2 separate regions of the Mus musculus genome follow, and region 2 is linked to region 1. A link is a contact called in public HiChIP or PLAC-seq data. All regions are on one chromosome and are shown on one strand. The core of a region is the stretch at or near the end of the contact, and the rest is flanking DNA. Distances in the headings are between cores, read along the strand shown. Region 1 has its middle 18 kb from the start of Gm30173. Region 2 has its middle 8.2 kb from the start of Gm22798.

What was found. HiChIP or PLAC-seq counts read pairs in DNA pulled down with a chosen protein or histone mark.
Region 2: a BATF HiChIP or PLAC-seq map of CD8 T cells shows a contact between it and region 1, with 6 read pairs. The contact joins two enhancer-like sites. A contact is called at or near these places in 3 of 484 Hi-C or Micro-C datasets (cerebellum, conventional dendritic cells and nephron progenitors) and 1 of 115 datasets of contacts at active chromatin or transcription factors (CD8 T cells).

Annotation. Positions count from the first base shown.
Region 1 is chr3:52,495,199-52,501,873 of GRCm38.p6, reverse strand. No RefSeq gene overlaps it. Among named protein-coding and RNA genes, the nearest start is that of Gm30173, 18 kb to the left of the region's middle. Within about 2 kb of position 2,848, at least 34 of the 459 cell types and tissues checked have an H3K27ac peak or open chromatin away from gene starts, as enhancers often do. A contact at or near this core is called in CD8 T cells, where this site is marked.
Region 2 is chr3:52,727,662-52,734,336 of GRCm38.p6, reverse strand. No RefSeq gene overlaps it. Among named protein-coding and RNA genes, the nearest start is that of Gm22798, 8.2 kb to the right of the region's middle. Within about 2 kb of position 2,161, at least 9 of the 459 cell types and tissues checked have an H3K27ac peak or open chromatin away from gene starts, as enhancers often do. A contact at or near this core is called in CD8 T cells, where this site is marked.

The DNA.
Region 1 (6,675 bases), core at 1,599-4,098:
TGTCCCTGTGTGACTTTTGGAACAATCTGCCAAGCTGGCTGGCGCTGCCGTTTGGGAACTGATGGTGAATGAACGTGTTGTCATACCTAGTACAGGCTTGCTCAACGGTGCAAAGGGTGGCCGTTGCTGCTCAGATTCAAATCTCATTTAAACAAAAGTCCTGAACGGAATTCCGTCTGGTGTAGCCACAGGTTTGCCTGAATCATCTTTGCTTAGTTCTGACCTCCAGTCCCTCAATTGGCAGTGAATTTCTCAGACTTTGTCTTCTGTGGATGGGTGGGTGGTGTGAGACAGCGGAAGAAGCCAAAGGATCATGGGAAATTGTCCTGACACATCTTCTCCTTCCCTATCTCGTTTTGTTAGGTTTTTGTTTGGGGTTCTGTGTATTTGTTTGTTTTTAATTCTCCAAACTTGACTATTTCTTCCTGACCCAGAACCTTCTACAAGCTGCAAGGAACCTGACTAAAGCTCAGAGCATTCTCTGTTGGCATCCAAGATCTTTGCCTTAGACGTGTTCCTTAACCTCGTGGCCTCTCACATTCTTCTAAAGTGTGCAGCTCAGTACCTGAACATATAAACAGTGACTCTGTGCCTTGTTTCCCTCCTCAGAAGCCTCAAACCGCATTGACCCCTCAAACTACAACCTTTAAGTATATACGCCTGTTAGGCCCCTTCCCAGTTAAAATCTCTGAAGTTTGCATTACAATGAACAGATATAAAACAACAAGCAAAGACAGAAAGGTTTGAAACAGATGAGAAAAGACCAGCTCATGAGAAGATGCTAAGAGGCCTGGAGACATGGCTCCACTGCTGAGAGAACTGTTTGCTCTTGCAAGGAGGGATCTGGGTTTGGTTTTCAGCATCCTAAGAGTGATTCACAATCATTTATCATTCCAAAGGGATCTAAGGCCTTCTTCTGCCCCTCACTGCACCTGGCACACATGTGATACCCATACATGCAGGTCAAACATCATATACAATGTGTGTGTGTGTATGTGTGTGTGTGTGTATTTGAGACTCTGTGTAGCCCTTGCTGTATAGCACTGAATGATCAGTGTTTATATAGATCAGGCTGGCCTCGAACTCACAAAGTTGTCACTGCCTTTGCCTGCTGAGTTCTTGGATTAGAGTTATGCACCACCACACCTGGCTAGAGTAAATAAATCTTTTTTTTAAAAAAAAACTGCTTTAAGGTAAAAAGTTTGATACTTCCCTGCTGTGTTCAGAGCACAGTACTGGGTGAAGGATGGAAAAGACATGAGGTCAGGTGCTTGCTATGTGTCTAAGAGTAAAGGCTGCCAAAAACTTAGTAATCAAGATGAGTACTATTTTAGTACAATATTCCTTTAAAATCACAACTAAAGTAAAAAGTCACAATGAATATAACACCAGTAATATATATGAAGACAGGATTAATGTGAGTAAGACTCTCCCCTTTGCCTTGGCTCTCCTGTGGCTCAGCACACAGCACTCATCGACCGTGTTGAGTTTTCATTTGGGGGCCTCTTTGTGCTTGGTTACAGGCTCATTTCTCTCTAGCCCATTCCTGAGTTAGAAAGGGGGGGGGGCGCTGTGTCTGTGAACTCAGACTTCCCCTAGCATACACCTCCCCTCCAGAGCTGCAGGAACTCTCGTCTGCCATCTTGTGTACAGTCACTTCCTCCAGTATGCTGTCCTCTACCCTGAACCCCCATGGCCTCATCTGAGCTGAGCGGTAGGGGTGTAACACAGTGTGGCTCTTGGGGGAGCCCAGGGGTATGAAGGGAGCTTAGGATTTCAACGTGTTCACCCCACAGGAAGCTCCTCCACCATGATTACCAAAGCAGACCAGGATACTGCAAGGAGCTGAAAACCATGGACGCTGGGCTCCAGTGCCCAGGTGACAAGAAAAAAGAACCCAGAGACTCTGGCTGTGCCTGAGTAAATGGTGCCCTTGGCTTTCCTGGTCAGAGTGGCCAACGGCTACTGAGATTCTCCTCAGCCCACACATGGACAGGAGAATCCTGGCTGTAGAACCTAGAAGCCTTGAGGTCTTGGAAACTTTACACAATCACTTTAAGCCTCTTTCTCTACTATACAGTGGATCTACTAATCCTACCTGCCCCAAAGGGCCCTAGGGGATGAGAGTTACTGCCAGGTATGACACACTGTGTAGGGATTTGTTAATCTCTTTAACACAGGATCTCAACATGTGGCCCAGGTTAGCCTCCAACTGGAAGCCATAGGCATCTCAGAAGGGCAGTCTTCAAATGAAGTGAGGCTGGCATAAACAGCAGGCCTGCCAGGCCAGGATGGGTCAGAGGGTCAGGCCAGGATGGGTTGGATGGCCAGGCCAGAACAGGTTGAACAGTGTCACACCAACTGCAGGATTTGGTGTCAGATCCCCATCCCTGGGCACCTTCCATCTGGGCAGTTAGTAACAGCAAAGTCTAATTCCTGTAATTAGACCAGAGAGAGGTCTGCTGCTCTCAGGAGACCCAGGACCAAAGCTGGATGTGCAGAGATGCCGTGGTGTGAGTGTAGAAAGCAGGGGACAACTGTTGAGAGTTGTTTCTCTCTTTCCAACATGTAAGTCAGGTTATCAGGCTTGGAGGCAGGCCTCCTCAAACACTGAGTTGTCTCTCTGGCCTTGCTTCTTAAAGATTTTCAAAAACATTTTGTTGTTATTGCACAACAGTTTTACATGCAGCAGGTTCTATAGCACCCTAGGCCCCATCTTACCCATCTCAGGGGTTGAAACTGAAGGTCCCCGTGCATTTCTAAATGTCCGTGGTGGGTATCACGCTCACTAAGAACCCAACCCATTAAGCAATGCCACAGGAAGTGGGCGGCTGTTGATGTCACCTGTGATTACACACTTGGGCCTGACCTCTTCAAACCACAGTGGAGACACCAGACCACAGCCGAGGTAGCTGTCATCTTATGCATCATCATGATCAGGGCTCTTGGTTTCTTTAGGCCTCAGTTTACCCTCAGTGAAACAAGAGTGGTAATCCTCACGTATTCCACGAGGCTTTTGTGGGAACCGAATGAGGTACTGCAGAGAGGGTGATGGGTAACTGCACGCGTCATTCCTCATACTGCTCCCTGTGTGGTGCCGAGACACTTATTTCAGCCTTTAGAAAGACTTACCATGGAAACAAAATAAGAAAAGCAGAAAGCCCTGTCATAATGCTTCCCCTGAAACACTGCTTCTATTCACATCCCTGTACATGCAGCCTCGTGGTGACGGTGTTTGTACTCTGTTCACACTGAAACGCCTACTTGGATTTTCTTAGTTGTCAAGGTGACTGGCCAGCTTCAGCCTGTAGAGGAGGTTCAACCAGGAGTCTCGTAACTGAGGGGGGGAAAAAATCACTTAATGGACCCCACATGCTTTTCCTCTTATGCAAACAGTGCTCAAAACTGAAAGTATGTCATGCATTACATTATGAATAGTCACCTCGCCCAACACCATACCTGTGCCAGGTCCAGATGTTACCACCCTGACAATTCTACGTTCTTTTCAACGTTCTGATAGATTGGGACTGGGATGGTTAGTCTTGATTTTCAACTTGATAAGATTTGTAGTTACCTAAGAAACACAGTTCTGAGTGTGCCTTTAAGGGAACCTCTTGAGACATTTGACTGAGAATGGAGATCTACCTCGGTTGGGCAATGAGATCCTGAACTGAATTATAAAGGAAAAGGAAGGCAGTCCTGAGTGTCGGTTGACACTCGTCTTCCTCTGCTTTGTGCCCAGGGACACAGTGTGAGCAACCGCCTCATATTCCTGCTGCCATGGTTCCCCACCATGATAGGCCGTATCCCCTAAAACTGTGAAGCCCGTCCTTCCTGGAGCTGCACTGTCAGAGATTTTAGCTTAGGCCTGAGAAATGACGCAGTTACAAGGACCCAGTTAATAAAGAAAGATTGTGATTCGTGTGGAAGAGAAGAGTCAAGATGCTACCGTTTGGCCCTCTTTGCCTCCTAGGTCACTTGAGTCCACGAAAGAGGGGGTGGGAACTATATTTTTCAGGGTAAATGAAGTAGAAACCCATTCCAACCTCACTGCAGAGCAGAGGCGATGTTTCCAGAAGGCCTGGGTCTTTGTGAGTGGTTGGAAGGGATTTCTTTCTTTCTTTCTCTTTTCTCCAGTCCTCATTCCTATGGACACACTAACCTGAAACCAGTCTTCCTAATGTTCCAGGAGGAGGCAACCGTGTAAGCATTTGACAAAATATAACCCCACTAACCCTCACAGCCCAACTCCTACCTTGGCAATGTATCTAGTTTGGGCTAAATAAAATGTATGGTTCAAAGAAAAAAACCGCACAAAATGGTATTGCCAGGTATTTATATCAGTGGCAATATATCAGATATATCTTCAAGTTCAAGATTCCATTTCTCTATACATACACTCAGACGGACCGGAGATGGAAAGGGTGCTGAGCTGAGCTTTCTTTCTACTTCAGAAAGAAAAATCATAGATAGATAGATAGATAGATAGATAGATAGATAGATAGATAGATAGATAGATAATTTTTAAAAAAAAGAACTAAAACTCACTCTCAAGATCATCAGACTCAAATGAAGAAAACAGCAAAAACCAAAAGGAAAGCCCAGTGCAGCTTCCCCCTCACACACTGAAGGCTCGGGAAAGGCAGATACTTAACAGGATGGCTGAGCCTCCCTAGGGCAGTCAGGATCTTGCCATTTCACTCTCTGACCTGAGGGCCTCCCACAGCTGCCTTTATCCTGCTTCACGTACCTAAGTCCTTTGCCACAGGAAAATGAGACCAAAGGCCACAAGCAAACTGCCGATAGTGGCTGCAGGAGAAAGGGAACCTGTTAGGTGTTTCTCCATGACCTTCCAGAAGCAGAGGCTCTGCCGATGAAGGCCTGTTAGGTAAGCAAGAGAGTGGAGCACATCTCCCCATGGCTGAGCTGGCGTGGCTTGTGGTGGCCACTCCACTCTCAAACTAAAGATGGAGTTTCGAGAGCCACGGGACCAGTCGACAAGCACAGGACCCCCCAAGTCAGTTAGACCAACTTTGCCGCTTGCTCTCTGTGCAACATAGAGCCATCAATCTTTCTGGTTTTCAGATATGACATCTGTCTAATACGATCAGGATGACTATTCCATCATGTATGGTGTGACTTAAATAAATAACCTAAAAGGGAATGTTTAGCCCATAACCCTGTGCAAACCACATTTTCATAAGCATCGGTTGTGATCATCACTGATATAATTAGTCTTGAAAAGCACATGAGATGCCTGCTCTAGACCCTTCCACTCCTGATGTTTGCAGCTACAAGGCTTCATCAGGGTGCTGGGACTGTGTCTGCCCCCTATATACCAATATACCTCACAGCACAAGGGCTTCACTGGTCAGTCCGCCAAGCTCCTGCCTGCAGCAGGAACAGCCCAGGCGTTACACTGATACAAAGCACACAGCCAAACATTCTCATCTATGTAGAAACAGCTTCACTTTGGCTGGCATTGCTGCCAAGAGCTGAGCAGAGAGCTGACTGGAGGGAAACACTTTGGAAAGGCGTGTTAGTCACTTTTCTCATTGCTTTGATCAAATGATGGAGAAAGAAATGGAAAGGAAGGCTGACTTCCTCTGCTCATGGGGTTCAGAGGGTTCGGCCCATGGTTATTTGCCTTGGTCTGGATGAGCAGCTTAGAGCACGCCTAAGCACTAAGCCATCTGTCTCTCCAGCACCCAAAACATTATTTTGTGTAACAACTTTTAATGAAAACGGAAGACTATGCAACTAGTTGTTCTTCTTACTATTTAGGGAAGAAAAAGGCAGAAAATCGGTACATATTCAATAGTGACACCTACTTATCCCTCCCAATGCTCCAATGCTTTTCAGCTGCATTTGGCTAAATCTGTGTGCTCAGGGCTTGATGAGATAGAGGGCTGATTCTCTCTCTCTCTCTCTCTCTCTCTCTCTCTCTCTCTCTCTCTCTCAATGAGAATGTGTTTCTATTTCTCTGTGTGTCTGTGTGTGTGAGAGTGTGAATGTGTGTGTACATGTGTGAGTGCGTATGTGTTTCTATGTGTATGCCTATGTGTGCGAGTATGAATGTGGGTGAGTGTGTGTATGCATGTGTGTAGATACATGTTTCTGTGTGTGTGTGTGTATGTGTGTGTGTGTCTGTGTCTGTGTCTGTCTGTGTCTGTGTCTGTGTGTGGTGTATATGTTTGTGTGTAGATTGACAAACAGGTTTACAGTTTGTTCACATGGCTATGCACAAAGGCAAGTCCAAAGTCTAACTGCTGGCAGGCTGGAAATTCAAACAAGAGCTGAAATTGGGCCTTGAGTTCAAAGTTCATAGTCTAGGGTAAGAACACAGCAAGATTTTCTGTTAGTCTTAAGAGAAAAAAAAATGTCTTTTCTGGGAAACCCCAGATTTTGCTCCTGAATGAATGTCCACATTGAGGGGTTAGAGTTGAGACAGGGCCACATCATGAGGCCCTGAGTAGCCTGGAACTTGCTCTGTAGACCATGCTGGCCTTGAATCTTCAAAGATCCACCCATTGGTATTAGAGGTATGCACTGCCATGTCCTGGATGCTCACACTTTTGAAGATAATATCCTTTTAGGTGTGCAACACCATGCTCTTTTAACTTTTAAAGATAGTATCCTCTTAGGTGTGCAACACCATGCCCTTTGAACTTTTAA
Region 2 (6,675 bases), core at 912-3,411, 230 kb before region 1:
ATCACCTCCCATGACACCGCTCTTGAACATTGCCCTGCCTCTGGCCTTTCAGCCTCCCAGTTCTTACTTGTACTGTCTTGCCTATCTTTTCTACCTCTGTGGTTTTTGTCAGTGCTTCAAATGTAGCTTTGAGAACATGTTCTGTCTACAGCCTAGTGTCCACAACACCACTTGAAGTGACTGTCCATTTAGAAAGTCATTAAAACAAGACTAATCCTGCAGTGAAGCCCTTCTTCATGGCCTGGACCTGCTTGTCCTCACTGTCATTGAATTGTTCCAGTCAACTATGCACTCCCCACTTTGATGAGTAGAATCCTCAGAAACCATAAGCCAGAATAAATCTTTCTTCCTCGTTTAGGTCAAACTCTCAAGCTATTCTCCTATTCTATGTTCAAAGCAAAGGACATCATTTGATGCTTCCCTGTCTGGCACTTTCAGACTGTCAACCATTCCAATGATCCTTCCCCATGACATCTCAGCAATTCTCTAGCTGGTGAAATCTACCACACAATCCAGTGCTCCACAGAGGACTTCCAGCAGAGTGACCAAGCTCCTCTGCTTCTCTGGAGTCTCCATTGCCAAAAACACCCAGGTCAGCTGTGGGGCTGGAGGCTAAGGAAATCTCAAAGCTCATGTGTTTAGTACCTTAGCCTACTTACTATTGCTACCACGAACGTATCTTAGATGGGATAATTTATGTAAGGATGTTTTATTGGATTGTAAATCTGGACCCCGGAAGTTTAAGTTATCATACCGGCTTCTCCTTTGCATCCCATGAGCATCTGCCTGCTGCATCAAAACATGACAGAAAGAATGGCACGTTGTGAAAGAGCAAGCATGCTAAATCAGGTCCCTCTGCCTCTTGTCATAAAGCCACAAATGCCATCATATCATGGGCATCCTCCCTTCTAATCTGGCCTAATTTCAATTACCTCCCGAAGCCCCACCTCCAGACAGCTTTAACATGTGAATTGAGGGATTGTCTTGTCAACACATTCAAACCATAGTACTTATGTCCTTTCATTCAGTAGTTTAACCAAGGGAGAACTAACAGACAGCACACATATAGAGTGCCCACAGCTCATAGGAAATGCCCCAAATGATGTAAGATATAAATAGTAGCTACCAGCATGAAAATCCTACAAGATTTGAGGCAGGAATCAAGTCAAGCCAAAGAGAACAATGAACACACCCTTGCAAGATATGATGAAACCAACTCATTTGTGGTTAAGTTTTCCATTTGATAAGCCTTATGATTAGCCAGGCAATGTTGTGAAATGATTATGGCCAGTGTACCAACCCACACAGAGAAGAAGAAAAAAAGCTCGTGATCAGCCACAGAAGATTGTCCTGTGGGCATATCCCTGTCGAGGAGAAGCCGAGGGACAGGACTCAGATAGGCAGAGTAGCTGGGTAAAGTGTTGGATGAAGTACACTCGGTGACACTAGTGAAAGTCCTGTGATGGGGAGAACATGATCAAGAGAAGTGGTCATTTTCTGGTTAATGTTATCTGTTTACAGAACAAAATCACAAGTGTCCCGGGTCATCCTTCATTTACAGGATCACTCTGTACTGTGTCGACCTGATTAAACGAGATTTCGCAGAGCTGTCCAGTGAACTCACGCTACAGAGTACTCACCAGCCTAGATGCTGGCCGCTCTAAGTGCTTTATAATTTTAGGTCATTTAAGCCTCTCAACAAGCCAGTGGTGTGACTCTTGCTGCCTCTTACACACATGAGGATGCGTCCTCGCATCCATGACCCCTAGTGCTGCAGACAGGCGTAATGATTTCAGACATTCTCCTCCTCATCCTCAACACAATCTCATGAAATGAGGCTCTACTACGGCCTCTTTTCCATGGACAAGGAAAGGAAACAGAGGCACTGGATGTAAGACTTGCTTGGGAAGGCAGGTTCAGGTGAAAGGCAAGCAGACACTCTGATCCATGGACTATGTATGCTCTTTAGCACTGACTGCAGGACTGCAACCCCCTCCAAGGGATGAGTGGCAGAAATGGGGTTATTTCCACAAGCCTCTCAATAGAAAGTCTGAGACATTAGCCTAAAACCCCATAGGGACTGTGTGGTGGTTTGAATATGCTTAGCCCAGGAAGTGGTACTATGAGGAGGTATGGCCATGTAGGAGTGGGTGTGGCTTTGTTGGAGTAGGTGTGGCCTTGCTAGAGTAGGTGTGGCCTTGCTGAAGGAAATGTGTCACTGTGAGCATAGGCTTTATCCTAGCTGCCTGGAAGCCAGTCTTCTCCTAGTGGCCTTTAGATGAAATTGTAGAACTCTCAGCTCCTCTTGTACCATGCCTGGCTGGACAGTGCCATGCTCCTGCCTTGATGACACTGAACCTCTGAAACCATAAGCCAGCCCCAATTACATATTGTCCTTATGAGAGTTGCCTTGGTCATGGTGTCTCTCCACAGCAGTAAAACCCTAAGACAGGGTGTCCTGCTCACTAAATGCTCTCTGGCTCCCTGGAGGCTCAGAGGTCATCTCAGCTCTGTCTTTCTAGTGCCACTTTCTGTCTTAGGCAGTAGCAGCAGTTTATGGGCTGGCTTTCAGATTTCCACATTGCACAGAAGCAGGACGTGCTTCTGCTATAAAGGGACCGGAGAGGCCATAATCCTTCCTTGGCCAATGCTGGTTAAATAATCCCCCTCCCCCTGCTTGCCTGGCAGGTTCTCTCTGTGCTAACCAGTGGTTTTACTGTTCTACCGTGGACTCATGTCAACCTGTCTGCCCACTTGTTTTAGATTAGTAATTGGAATTGATTATGCAACCTCACAGACAAGCAGTCTCCATCCACCTTTCAAAATGTGGGTGAGAGCAAATGAAGGTGGGGGGCTGGGGCCACCCCTTTCTCTGCAGGCCACCTGGGGAAGGGCATGTGAAGGAGCTGAAGCAGAAAGTCCAAAGTCATGGTCCTCCATGCCGAAGGGAAACAGCACCATTCCTTCATGATAACTAAATGGTTTTCATTTGACACAAGGACCTCCAGAGGCTGGTATAGCACAGAGAGCTGGCAGAGGAGGAGGAATATGACACTTTCAGATTATGCTATGCAAATTAGTTTGGTCAAGGAAAGAAGTGGGAGAGTCAAGTTCAGGGTGTGAAATGTGACCTGGGGCTTTGTTTCCTAGGCAATGCTGGAGCTCCATCAGGATTGGTGTGTGGCCAGAGTAACAGGTTTATGGGATGGCAGCATCCTCTGCAATGTGGGACTGTGGGCCAGTGGGATCCCTGTCCTCCTGGAGAGGACCATCTCCAGGAGACTGTGAAAATACTGCTGTTAGTATGTACATCACTGGATGTCTAACACACAGTAGGCCCTCAGTGGGGGCCCAGGGTCCCTGTTAACCTTGATTTAAGTCACAGAAACATCTGAGCACAGGCGATTGTAGAAAAAGTATTTCCAGAAGGCTCTGAGGACCCTCGCAGCCTAACTCATTTGATCTGAGGATTTTGCACAGAGTGGTTCACACGGCTTGTTTTGCTAAGGTACACTTACTATTCACCTGGACAGACAGGAGGTGACTACTGACAATCCACAAAACTATACTTCACCTTCTAAAAGAATCTTTAAAGTTTTGTCTATTTATTTATTCACAGGGTGGACACCCATGCAGTGGCATGCATATGGAGGTCAGAAGACAACTTGCAGGGTCAGGTCGATCCTTCTGCCCCGTGGGTAGGAGAGACTAAACTCAGATCATGCTGGCTCAGCCTTTCCCTGCTGAGCCATCTCGACAGCTCCAGAGTTACCATTTGTAAATGCTGAAATGTTTTATGATAGATTATTTTATGCTTGGTATACATTCTCCTCTTTCTAATTTTTTTTCCAAATGTGGAAAAGGGCAAATAGGATCAAGTGGAAAGAACAAACAGCCAAGACCACTTAATGAGAACTTAGAGTCGGTTCCCATAAGGATATTTATTAACTCTCCCATTCCTCCTTCTCAGAGGCCACATGATCACATCCACCAGCTGCCAATATAGAAAAAGTGGTTCTGATGACGTGACATACATTATCCTCGGGACTGCCTGTCAGGGGCCCCGGCAAACCATAGATCTTTCCTTCCTGCAGAGGTGCCAACGCACAAAGCCTGGAAGGAAATGGAGCTACTTGGAGCCAGGAAAAGGAACCTCCAAGGCTGATCTCAGGGACTTTAGGGCCTTGCTGAGGAACTGGTTTGTGCCCACTGTTGAAGCAGGCTCTGTGCAGAGGTGCAGCCAAGGGTGAACTGGTGGCAGCACCTGCTCTAGGTAGCTCTGTGCCCTCTGATTCCTCAGCCAGTAGCCATCCATGCTCTGCACAGACCTCACAAGAGAGGGTGGCATGTCTGTGAACCCCTACTGCAAACTCTGAAATCCAAAGCCTTCTGAGCTCTGACATGACACTACAAGTGGAAAGTTCCACACCTGACCTCTCGTGACAGGCTGTAGTCAAAACAAAAGGGTACTGAAAACATTGTACAAAGGGACCCTGAGACCGGGCAACTGTGTACATGAAACATTAAACAAAGTTCAGGATTCCACTTGATCTTACCTCCCTCCCCAAGATGTCTCATTACGGATATGCAAGTTTGCTAAAATTAAAAACTTGAAATTCAAACAAACCATTTCTGTTCCCAAGTATTTCTGACAAGCCAAATGTAGAATGACTTCTAAGAAAACTCACGTATTTACTATGGGAAAGCCATAAGACCAAGAAGCAAGATGGCAGTAGAGAGATAACTTTTAGCCAGTTCGTTGTTCTAGTGTTTCTGACACTGGTGGACAGGGTGGGGTCACTGTCAAGCAAGAGATGAAGCAGGAGGTTCAGTTCAGGGTGCAAGACAGGGTACTGGGAACTGGAGAAGCAGAGATACCAGGGCCAGAAGGCAAGGTAAGGAAGAGGAATGTTCTTGATACTCCACGTGACACTGCCCCAGTCTTCATGACAGATGCACAAGGTACCATTGTCTTCGTTGAGCACAAGATAAACAGGCTCCGCAAGATTAAGGAACTCAACCCGCATCACACAGCTCACAACTGACAATCAGGACTCGAATCCAAGTCCGCCTGATATGAAACCACCCTGAACTGCATATCAGAGGCTGAGAGAAGCAAGAGGTGTCCCTGTCTCCATGACGACAGACTCTCCAACTCAGCAAGAGTTGTTTCCCCATTCTGGCTCAGTGCTCTTCCTGCTCAGTGTCTGCAAAGGGGAGAGGTCGGGGGCCAGGCTGTCGCTGTTGTTATCATCTTTCCTCTACAGTTCTGTTTTCGAACGTTAACCTTGACATGTCACAGTCCCTGGTCTCTCCACAAGGCCATGCTAGAGCTGGCTCTTGCTGGTCAAGAGGGGCCTGGCCTCTCTGAGCTCTGCAGGAAGGCCCCTGTCTTATACCCTTCCTCTTGTCTTTTTTTCCCCTTCCTCATGACGCAGTGGGGGCTATTCCTGCCTGATCTGCTTGCTGAGCCTGTGTCTCCTCCCTCCTCCCTTTGTATATGCTTTCCACAAACTCTATTGGGTATCTGCTCTAGGGTCTTACAGATAACGGTGTGATGGAGATGGGAACGGATAACCCAAGGAAGCAGCCCCTGGACCATGGCATGTATGTGGGACCATGTATGTGGGATGAGGGGTTGTTGGGCATGGGTTGGGTGAATAGTTCACTGTCCTCTCTCAGAGGACACAGATCAGGTGACTCAAAATCCAGGCAAGGCAAGAGCAAAGAGCAGTGTCCCTATCTTAGAACTCTGGGTTGGGGGTGGGGAAGTAAGAGCTACAGGGAAACCTGGTAGGTGAAGGAGAAAGGTAGGGGCAGAGAGGGGACGGGACGCAGGTGAATTAGAGGTAGATCAGGAGACAGGAACACCACGTGATGTCATGTTTCTCACTGTGACAGCCATAGCAGCAGCGTAGGAAGCTCCAACCTCAACAGAACACAGTGGCTTCTCAGATTCTTCCTGGATTTAGAACAAAGGGTGATGCGTCATTGAGACCCTAGTTTGCTTATGATGGAGCTTGGCCATGCGAGAAAAACCAGCCATGTAAGCAGAGGGCTGGGGCTCAGAGTGGCCTGGTCATGGCTGCAGCCTAACCTTATGTATGCCTAGTGATCCGATCAATCACATCTGCAGAATGAAATCCCAACACAAGCTGCACATTGGTTGGAGAGATGGCTCAGTGGGTAAGGTGCTTGCTGTGTAAGTGCAAAGAGTGGAGTGTGGATCACCGGAACTCTTGGGACAGAAGGAGCTGGAAGGAGAAGGACAACTTCCTACAATCCCAGTGTTCAGGAAGCGGGGAGAGAGAGAGGCAAAGGCTGGACAGATAGACCACCTCATTGCTGAGCTCTGGGTTAAAGCGAGAGACAAGGAATGAGAAATTTCTTGGTAGACAGATAGGGGAAGGGTTGGGCAATAAAGTGGGTGGGTGGGGGGTACTCCCAAGATGGCTGCCTTCTTCCCTGATCTGGACTGAGGCAGTTTAAAACAAAGGGCTTGCAGGCTTTTTTCACCCACCAAGAGTCTCCCTGCTGATACCCTGACTCAGCAAGTTGGAGGCCAGATCAGGACATGCTACACAACTATTATGGGCCAATAAACCCTCCTATTTTCTTCAAACTGACCGACCCTACATTAGCGAGGAAAAGTGTTCAGAGACTTAAAAACTCCCT